Linked DNA regions of Rattus norvegicus: regions 2 and 3 are each linked to region 1. A link is a contact called in public Hi-C data. All regions are on one chromosome and are shown on one strand. The core of a region is the stretch at or near the end of the contact, and the rest is flanking DNA. Distances in the headings are between cores, read along the strand shown. Region 1 holds the start of Mllt3 (MLLT3, super elongation complex subunit). Region 2 overlaps Focad (focadhesin). Region 3 overlaps Mllt3 (MLLT3, super elongation complex subunit).

Region 1 (2,700 bases), core at 4-2,503:
ACACACCGAGGAAGTCTTTGTGTACGTGTATGTGTGCGTGCGTGTGGAGCGCGGTGCCAGGCGGAATGGAAACTACAGGCAGCCTCTGCTAATGGGCACAAACTCCCGTGTTCTTTCTTACCATGGGGTTCATGCACAAGAATGAGACGTCGTCACACATACACACACTCACTCACGCCCGCACGAAAACACGCCAAGGCATCCACAACTCAAAGCACCCCGCACCCCTCGGCGAACAGCCCCCCACGACCGGCAAGGCCAGTCCAACAAGAGCCAACGCTGCACACTTTCAAGAGCCAAAGTGGTCGCAAACTCCCTCCAGCCTCCCCCCGCCAGCGAAAGCCACGAAATGCAGAAAGGCAGGGCTACTGGCGGACCGCCGCCGAGTCCTGGTCGCGCACACCGGCCGCTGGGGCAAAGTTGCGAGCAGCCCCGCCGCTGTCAGCCCGCACACTCGGGCTCACGCGCGCGCCGCGGAGAACGCACCATCGTGGCGGCCGCGGCGCTCGGCGGCGGAGGTGCGGCCGCAGAGGCTGCTCGCCGCGTCCCCGGACCGTGCCCGCAGCTCCCGGCAGCGGCGGCGGCTGAAATATGGCTGAGTTATTATTCGCCTCCTTCCACCGGGTGTGAGTGTGTGTGTGCGCGTGTGTGAGCCAGAGGGAGTGTGAGTGCGCTTCTTGCGATTGCAAAGAGGCGAGGCGGGCGGGAGGCGCGGGGGGGTGGTGGTGGTGGCGGCGGCGGCGGCGAGTGTGCGAGTGTGTGCGCGCGCGCCGGGGGGGGTGGGGAGGAGGGAGAGGCGGCAGCTCCCCGCGAGCAAAACCAACCTTTCTCTAATTGGAACCGCGGAGCGCTGGCGCTGTCTGGGCTGCGGCGGCGCGGGGCGGAGGAGGAGAGGGAGGGGGGCTTTTATTATTATTTTTGCATGTACTTACCGAGCTAGCCATGCCTGGGGGCCCGGAGGTTTGCCGGGGTGTTGTGTGGTACCCCCCTCCCCCGCCCCCTTCAGCTGTAATTCATGAAGAGGCTGCTATGAATGAGAGCGCGCCCGGGAGCTGAGGGTAGATGGCGGACATGCTCTGCCTTTGCCCCCACCCCACCCCGTGCTCGCTCTCTCGCTCGCTTATTAAACTCAGCCCCAAAAGCAAAAGCAGCAGCAGCAGCAGCAGCAGCAGCTCCGGGGCCAGAGATGAGTCCGGAGCATGCGCCGTGGCGCCTGACACCCGGGCTTCGAGCCTCTCGGGGCGGAGGGAGGGCGCGCGGGCGGGGCGGAGCGCGCGGGGAGGCCGAGCGACCGAGCCAGGGGGAGCTCGAAAGAGCCAATCAGAGGCCGCCTCCCGAAACCCCGGCGGCCCGCAGCGCCACACTGGAACGCCTCGCTTAAAGTAACAGGTTCCTGATGGGGGAGGGGGAGGAAATGAAGGGAGGGGGCCTGGCACTGGGAGAGCGGCCAGCTGGGGAGCCATCCCGGCCCCTGTGCAAACTCCGTTCGCCCTACAATAAAAAACGGATTAAAACTGCTGGAATGTGGCCACTGCCTGGAGCCCCCAGCCGCAGGAGATGGGGTAGTTAATTCAAGTCTTTGGCGGCAGTGAGCACGTTTGGGAAGGGGGAGCAGGCTTGTTTTTACTTTCCACCATGGATTTTTGTGGGTTTGTGCTGAAATCGCAAGAACGCACACCCAAACAAACTTACTTAAACAGAGAGCGAGAGAAATCCACGCAACAAAAAAATTTTTGAAAAAAAAAAAGCCTCCTAATAGCAATCTCTGGGACTGAACAGCCCGCAGCAACCCTTAAATCCCTTTCCCTATCTACTCGGAGGCACCAGCCCACCCCGCCCTCCTGCCGCCGTTACTGAAAACTTAAAAAAGAAATGAACGCGAAACAAGAATGTCATTTCCTTCCTAGGAAACGCCTCCCGCCTCGGTGTTCCCGGACTGTGAACCGTGCCCAGGTGGAGGCGGGACACCTGGGAGTGCCCGGTGCAGAGCCTCTGGGAACCAGTTGTTTGCTTCTTGTGGCTCCCCCACACACACCACTGACAACCTGCTGGGTTGCATCAGGGTCTGCCCTCTCTCTAAGGGCGCACCAGGCTACTGGGAGCCTTAAAATAGATAAAGTTAATACTGACTGTAATGTGCATAAATTGGATTATAATCTTTAGGCATATTGGTGACAGCCAGCACAATCCATCTCTGGGTATTAACCCATTTAGGCTCCCGGGTGACAACCCTTCGCAGAAGTGTTCTAGAGTCGCTCTTCTACAAATGCCCCAGCTCCGATTGTATTTTGTCTCAGTGGCCATGGGTAGAATATCAAGCCATACGTGAGGCGAAAGGGGAAAATAAAAGAGTTACTAGCTTCCTCTAGAAACCCAGACAACCTTTAAAAAGGAAACGGATAAGATCTAGGCGAGATACGAAAATGAAAGATGGGTGTGACTTTGTTTCGTTAAATAAAGTTCTTGTACCTCTCTGGCTCTTAACTCCTTTCTTGAATTGGTTTGGGGAGGTGGCTATTTTCCAGACTTTCTTTTGTTCACCACCCCTTTTCTCTGGATTGTCAGCTTCTGTCCTCCTTTCTCCCTGGGTTTTCTGTCTCTCTTCCTCTTTCTGACTCAACTTTATTGCTCTCCTCTTTTCCTCTCGCCTGGAGACCTTGAAAGCACAACTCACTCACTCCGTCCTTGCATTAAAGACTT
Region 2 (3,086 bases), core at 184-2,683, 160 kb after region 1:
TTCATAATCATCTTCATATCTCCGTAAGAAGGTAGTTGTCCTTTAAATTGTATAATTGAGTAAAGTAAAGTTTAGAGCGATTGCAGGGTATTTCATGACTGCCTTGGTTTTTCTGAAGACCAAGTCTTTTATGTCTCAGATCTAGTGTTGTTTTCATTAGTATAAAGGATGTGGCCATCATCATTAATGAATTTTATCTTCTTGTCAACAGTACCTTTTATAAGACGAAGGTATATAAATTTAGATTAGTATTTAGGCTTAAATTCTGTATGATTTTTGAAATAGTAATACATTTGCATGGCTCAGAAAGTATAAAATGGTATATGACGAGAGGCCCTGTTATTCGCTATGGTTCCTAGTAGTGCATTCTTGCTGTTTTAAAGAGAAGATTTTGCTTAGTGGTTACCAGTTTGCTATACAGCAATACAATACAGCGTACTACAATATAATGCAGTACAACCTCAGCCTCTTTTGGAAAAAATAATGGTGTTCTATGTAAACTATTTATGTTTCTTATATTTTCACTTGGGGAATCTGTTCACATTAGTCATTAGTATGGCTAGAACTTCCATACTTGTTTTTAGAGTACTATTTAATGTTCAAACCTGACAGCCTCTCTTTATCATATGTTCAAAAGAGTTGTGTATTTATTTGAATTGTCTTACAAATGTTTGTGGAAACGCTGATGGCAGTGTTTATAATTGCTTCCCAGAATGGAAATGGCTCAATTACCCATCCATCATGAATGGATCGACAAGAGGAGCTATATATGCTGTTTGGCAATGAGATGTACAGACCCAAGCCAGGACATGAACAGTCCTTGAAACATGCTAAATGAGAGGAAGCAGCAAAATGAGTGGTGTCTAACATATAAAACCTGTCATAAAACATCCAAAATTACATGCTTTATATCACATAAAATAGCCAGAGTAAAAATATAATGCCAGTGGGTGGTTTCCAGGGACAGGAAACAGGGGTCTGCTATTGGGGTTTCCCCTTGGAGTAATGGAAATATCGTAAAAGTCAACCCTGGTGATGGTCTCAAAATTCTATCAATTACTGACATCTACTAAATCATAAACTTAAAAAAAGCACATAACATTTAGGTTTCCCATCCTTTCGATGGTTATTTTTATACTTATGTCATCCTATGATAATAGGTATTAAGAGAGTTTACGTTCTGCCATTCTCTTCTGTGAAATGTGATCGACTCTATTAGCAGACAGTGTCAAATGCTTCTGCAATGCTTGTGGCTTCATTTGAGTTGTTTCCACTCAAGTGTCACTGCATAGTCTTGTTCACTCCCTGGACCTGACGACAGTACCACACTTATGTGAGGAGCTTTTTCTCAGATTTGCTGAAATGCAGCACCATCTCTTGGTCTTGTTCAGCTTAGAGCTGGGACTATGTTTTGTAGCTGAAGTTATTCACAATTACTAATGAATTACCAGGCTCGGGCTGAACCAACTCTGTTCCTGTCCACATACTGTCTGTTACCAATGGGAATTGTCCCGTGTCCAAGTCTGCCATCTGCTTTGGGCTGCCGCTTGCAAGGGCCTGGAGCTGGGCAAATGAAGCGGGGCATCTATTTTTCTTCTCATTGTTGGTCACTTTGAGGCTTTTTTAAAAAGTGGAAATAGATTTTCCCAAACTCTGTTGCTTTTGGATCTTGTATATTGATCCATTTCCCTTCTCTGTCTTAATAGGAAGTGAATGGTAAATAGAGAAAAAAAATCTGTGTGAAAGCATTCCCCAGTTCAATGGAACAACTGTTTTCCTCTTTGTCTCATCCTATTGCCTCACATTTGGGTGGAGAGCCATTTGGCAGGACCTCAAAGTGTCTATTTTTTGTCGTTGGGGGAATGATTTTGATAATGCATTGTAAAATACGTGAATGTCAGGAATAGGAATATCTTTCTGACATATACTCATCTCATTTTTTTAATGCCTTCTTATGTCTGTTTTCCAGATCTCCTGCAGGCTTGCTTTTCCTGTGAGCAGCATGTATGGCTCAGTCTTCACTGCCTGCAGGATTCTTGAAGTCATGGGAGAAGCGTCCGCAGCGAGTGACTGGCTGGCTGCAGTAGAGTCCTTGCTCCCTGCCACCACAGTGATCCCCCCACATGTTTTCTTACTGCTGGCTCACCTGCTTGTTGAAGATGGAGGACAGAATCTTCAGCAGATACTGAAGGTCACCACACAGTTAGCTCAAGCAGATTCCTCTCAGGTAAAGACAGAAAATATGGAAAGGGAATGGGAGAAAAGCTTAGTATTTATAATTATGGATTATTATTAGTTTATTTATGATGATGTTTTAACTTATGGCCTTAAAAATGTCTATTTTCCTAGTTTGGTTTCTTTATTCTTACTCTGAGTTGATGTTCCCTTAACAGTGCAAGTATTTTTCTTTAAACTACAATTTTCGAGGAACCCTGAATTCAGTACGTTTTTGTTCTGCTCGTCACAACCCGTTCCACGGTGCATTTCTTTTTAGTTCTAATATTGATCTTACGTGACCCAGGTTAATCAATCCATGATAGATTCCTTACAGTTTGATCCTGTCTTCACTCAGTCATTTAATAAACAGAAACATTGTATCCTTACCCTGTGTGGTCCTGATCTGCAGACAAGGCTGTGAGATAAACAGTTGTCATCCTGTCTGCATGGAGCTTGAGTGTAATAAGCAGTCAGACATAAATAAGACTTCCCTCCTCCTCTAAAAATAGAAATAAGTTTAGAACAGTCTTCTTTTTTCTATTGCTTAGACTTTCTAGAATGTTTTCTGTGTGGTTTTCTAACCAGCAGACATGGCACTTTTTATATTCCGTTTATTGGTGTCTATGTGTAGATTTTCTTTCAGGCATAGTGAAGAAAAACTTCACCTCTAATACAAACTCATGCATTCCTGGTTAGAAACGTTACTTGGTGTTCTTGGTGAAACATGTTGATGGTGGGAGGTTGCATGCTGGGAGTTTCTCATTCTCTCAGCTTGTCCTGCTCCCTGGTTTTATCTAGTAAGCTGTAGTGTATGCAAAGGCCCTCTTTTCTATCGTATGCAGATACTGTAAATCATCTCCTGTGCTTCT
Region 3 (2,904 bases), core at 237-2,736, 240 kb before region 1:
TTTCAAGCACCTTCTAGCTACCCACATAAACAGGCACTCAAGATGCACAATTAACAGTTTCCCAAATAGCATTTCGCTATATATTTTTCTTCTTTCTAATCCTGCCTACTCCTCCGCCCCTGAAAATAGATAGTATATTAAATGCTGAGTCAGGGCAGAAGAGCTTAGGAAACCATTGATGATAAGGACACTGATCTGAGCTTCCCAGGGTGCTTTGCTTTCTTGATAGTGCTCAAACACGCATAGCAGCTGAGTTATTTCGAGACTGCAGTCCCGGCTGGCGGACTTCTTTCCTGCTTATTCTGCAGCTTCAGCATGAATCCTAGTGCTTGGTGGGCTAGGGATGATAAAAGAACCCTCACCCTCTGGAACACCTGCCTTTCGGATGCTGGGACCTTATTCCACTATACTGACATGGCTTTGGGAGTGAAGGTGGCCATCAGTTAGTTGTAGTCTGGGACCTTTTGATGGCAGAGACAGTTATGGTTGAAGAAATGATGTGGTTATGTATGCTACAATGCCAAGTACCTTCTCCTTCTTCTGGGTTAACTGTGATTCAGATCATGTGCAGCACACTTTCATACACCATTCAGAAGCTTGGGTAGCTATGCTCACAACTAACAGAGAATACTACAGTTTAACAAATGCAACTGACTTATACAGGATCCTCAATATTGAGGGTTCTGGGAGGACTATTGTTAAATGGCTCCGGCTTGAAAAGGTTGAGGATAACTGCATTTGCTGGTGAGTGCTTACGAATGTGCAGAGACATAAAAAGCAATTTATATTCTCTCATTATAACCCAAATCCCATAATCAGAAACTAATACCAAATGCTAAGGATGTTCTTAAAAGTCCCATATTCCTCCTACTCATCCCTATACCGTTCACTGTCCTAATTCAATCTGCAGACGGTTTCCTCAATACCATATAATATACCAAAGATCTCAAGGGTGTGTTCACTTTTAATTTGTGATGACAGAGGAATAGGACCAGATGATTTGCATATCATTTAACATCCTGGGGCCTCCAAACACGAATGAGACAAACAAGTTAACGTCTGTAGTCTCATTCAGCTATAAAATGAGTAAGTATTCTACTTGGTGATAATAGGGCCATGATATTCTGGCATAAGTAAACACTCCTAAATAAAATATTTCTCTTTGATTTGAAAATAATGCATCAGTAACACACATTCTAACAGTGTTCCCTGAGATTCATTTTTAATATTAAAATAAGCAAATGACTGATTTGGCCAGGCGAACTTAAAATACTACCCTTCTGGCCACAGAAGAAAATCACCTAATAACATAGGCAAGGCAATCATTTTTAACGTGCTCAAAAATCTCCACTGTGTGTTTGCAATCTCCTTCTCTTTATTATTGCTGGAAATGAGACCTCAAGGGGAAAACCAGCACAGAGACCTGGAGTAAGTAGGTCAGTAGATGGCACTCCTGGCCAATGCAGCAGGGCTGGGCCACACAGGGACAATTGGCTGAGATTTGAGGCAGGGAGGAGAGAGCAGCCCTGAAGGTCTGCCTTGTGCTTCAGAGAACTGAATCTGTTCCCATCACATCTGCCCCTCCCGAGGCCCCATCCCCCACTTCTCCCCCAAGTGTCTGGAGATGCTATATTTGCAAAGGAACTTTACAAGTTAGGTTCAGACAATACTGCAACCTCTCTTCAAAGCAGAAAATAGGTAGAACATTTGGGCTGCTTAAGTCCAACCCCACACATTCCGAAAGTGCGACAGCACAGAAGGCTAAAATACACTGAAATCCTGTTTTCTTTCTTCTGAGGCTGTGGTGGCAGGAACAAAAGCCCCGGGTGTCAGTGACCCGCCTCAAGTTACTGAGTGGCTGCCCAGAGAGGGCTCGGTTAATCTTCCCTCTTTGATCTGTCCTTGCTCCAAAATAAACAGCTTTGTCAAAACCTCATTCTGAGAAAGCGGAGCCATACTGAAGACATTTTTTTTTTTTATGATCATTTCTTATCTTCGGGGACTGAATCCAGAATATAAAAGTACAACACCTTGTCTTCCGAAGGCTTATTTCAAACCTGTTTAACTGGCTAGACTCTTCTGAATTTCACCCATGCCTGGCAGGCGGAGAGGTGATTTATGATATTCTGAATATTGGCTGAATTGAGTGGATCACGTCCTCCCTGGGATTTACATCTGCCATCCACAGTCTATGCTTGGTTAAGAAGACAGGGGGTTTGTTTGTTTTGTTTGTTTGTATGTTTGTAATTTATGCACTCTGTTTGGGGTTGGGGGAAAGCCATCTTTCTTTAAATGATTGTAAAACTTTTTGTTATTTACCAATCAACTGAGCAGAGGGAAACAGCCACCCCAAGACACTGAATTAAACCATCAGACAAGGCAATCTCTAAAACAGAGCAATCCCAATTAGTAGTGCTTCATTCTACATCTGAGGATATGGCTTGGGAATCAAATTTTCAAGACTTTTTCTGAACCCCTTGGTGAGGAACAAGTCAATCATGCAGCAGATGGATTATCTACTGACACTCTTCCTATGCTAGCCACTATTAATAACTCCTAATGACACTTCTATTGACTTCTTTGCTTTGTTGACATGTGGCTCTGTGTTCTTTCTTCAGTAGTTAGAAAATACTTGACTCAATTAGCACCTTATCCATTCCTTAGACCCTGGGAGATGTGAGATGGGGCAGCAGACAGTTCCGCTGTATCTAACACTACTCAAAGTTGTGAGATCAGTATCAATATGGAAAAGGCAATTTTATGGCTTGGAGCTAGAATGCTCTGTAAAGGCACTTGTGTCGAAGGCTTGGTTCCTACTACAGAATGCTTCAAAGGTAGGCATTTGAGAAAATGACCACCTCCTAAGGGCTCTGTCTTAATCAATAGATAAGTCCGTTGATAGGT

What was found. A called contact is a pair of places that touch in the nucleus more often than the background predicts.
Region 2: a contact with region 1 is called in a Hi-C map of frontal cortex, with 2.9 times the contacts expected there. The contact joins the enhancer-like site here to the promoter of Mllt3 in region 1. A contact is called at or near these places in 6 of 12 Hi-C or Micro-C datasets (the A7r5 cell line, the Rat2 cell line, Schwann cells and 3 more).
Region 3: a Hi-C map of the A7r5 cell line shows a contact between it and region 1, with 8 times the contacts expected there. The contact joins the enhancer-like site here to the promoter of Mllt3 in region 1. A contact is called at or near these places in 5 of 12 Hi-C or Micro-C datasets (the A7r5 cell line, Schwann cells, frontal cortex and 2 more).

What each region holds. Positions count from the first base shown.
Region 1 is chr5:107,560,099-107,562,798 of GRCr8, forward strand. It overlaps Mllt3 (MLLT3, super elongation complex subunit), which reads right to left and starts at 1,254. Exons shown (of 11, transcript NM_053718.4): 1 at 933-1,254. The coding sequence starts at 944.
Region 2 is chr5:107,722,433-107,725,518 of GRCr8, forward strand. Focad (focadhesin) reads left to right here. Exons shown (of 44, transcript NM_001427695.1): 11 at 1,970-2,227. Among named protein-coding and RNA genes, the nearest start is that of Focad, 110 kb to the left of the region's middle. Within about 2 kb of position 1,434, at least 14 of the 93 cell types and tissues checked have an H3K27ac peak or open chromatin away from gene starts, as enhancers often do.
Region 3 is chr5:107,316,680-107,319,583 of GRCr8, forward strand. All of the region lies in intron 8 of Mllt3 (MLLT3, super elongation complex subunit), which reads right to left. Among named protein-coding and RNA genes, the nearest start is that of Mllt3, 240 kb to the right of the region's middle. Within about 2 kb of position 1,487, at least 6 of the 93 cell types and tissues checked have an H3K27ac peak or open chromatin away from gene starts, as enhancers often do.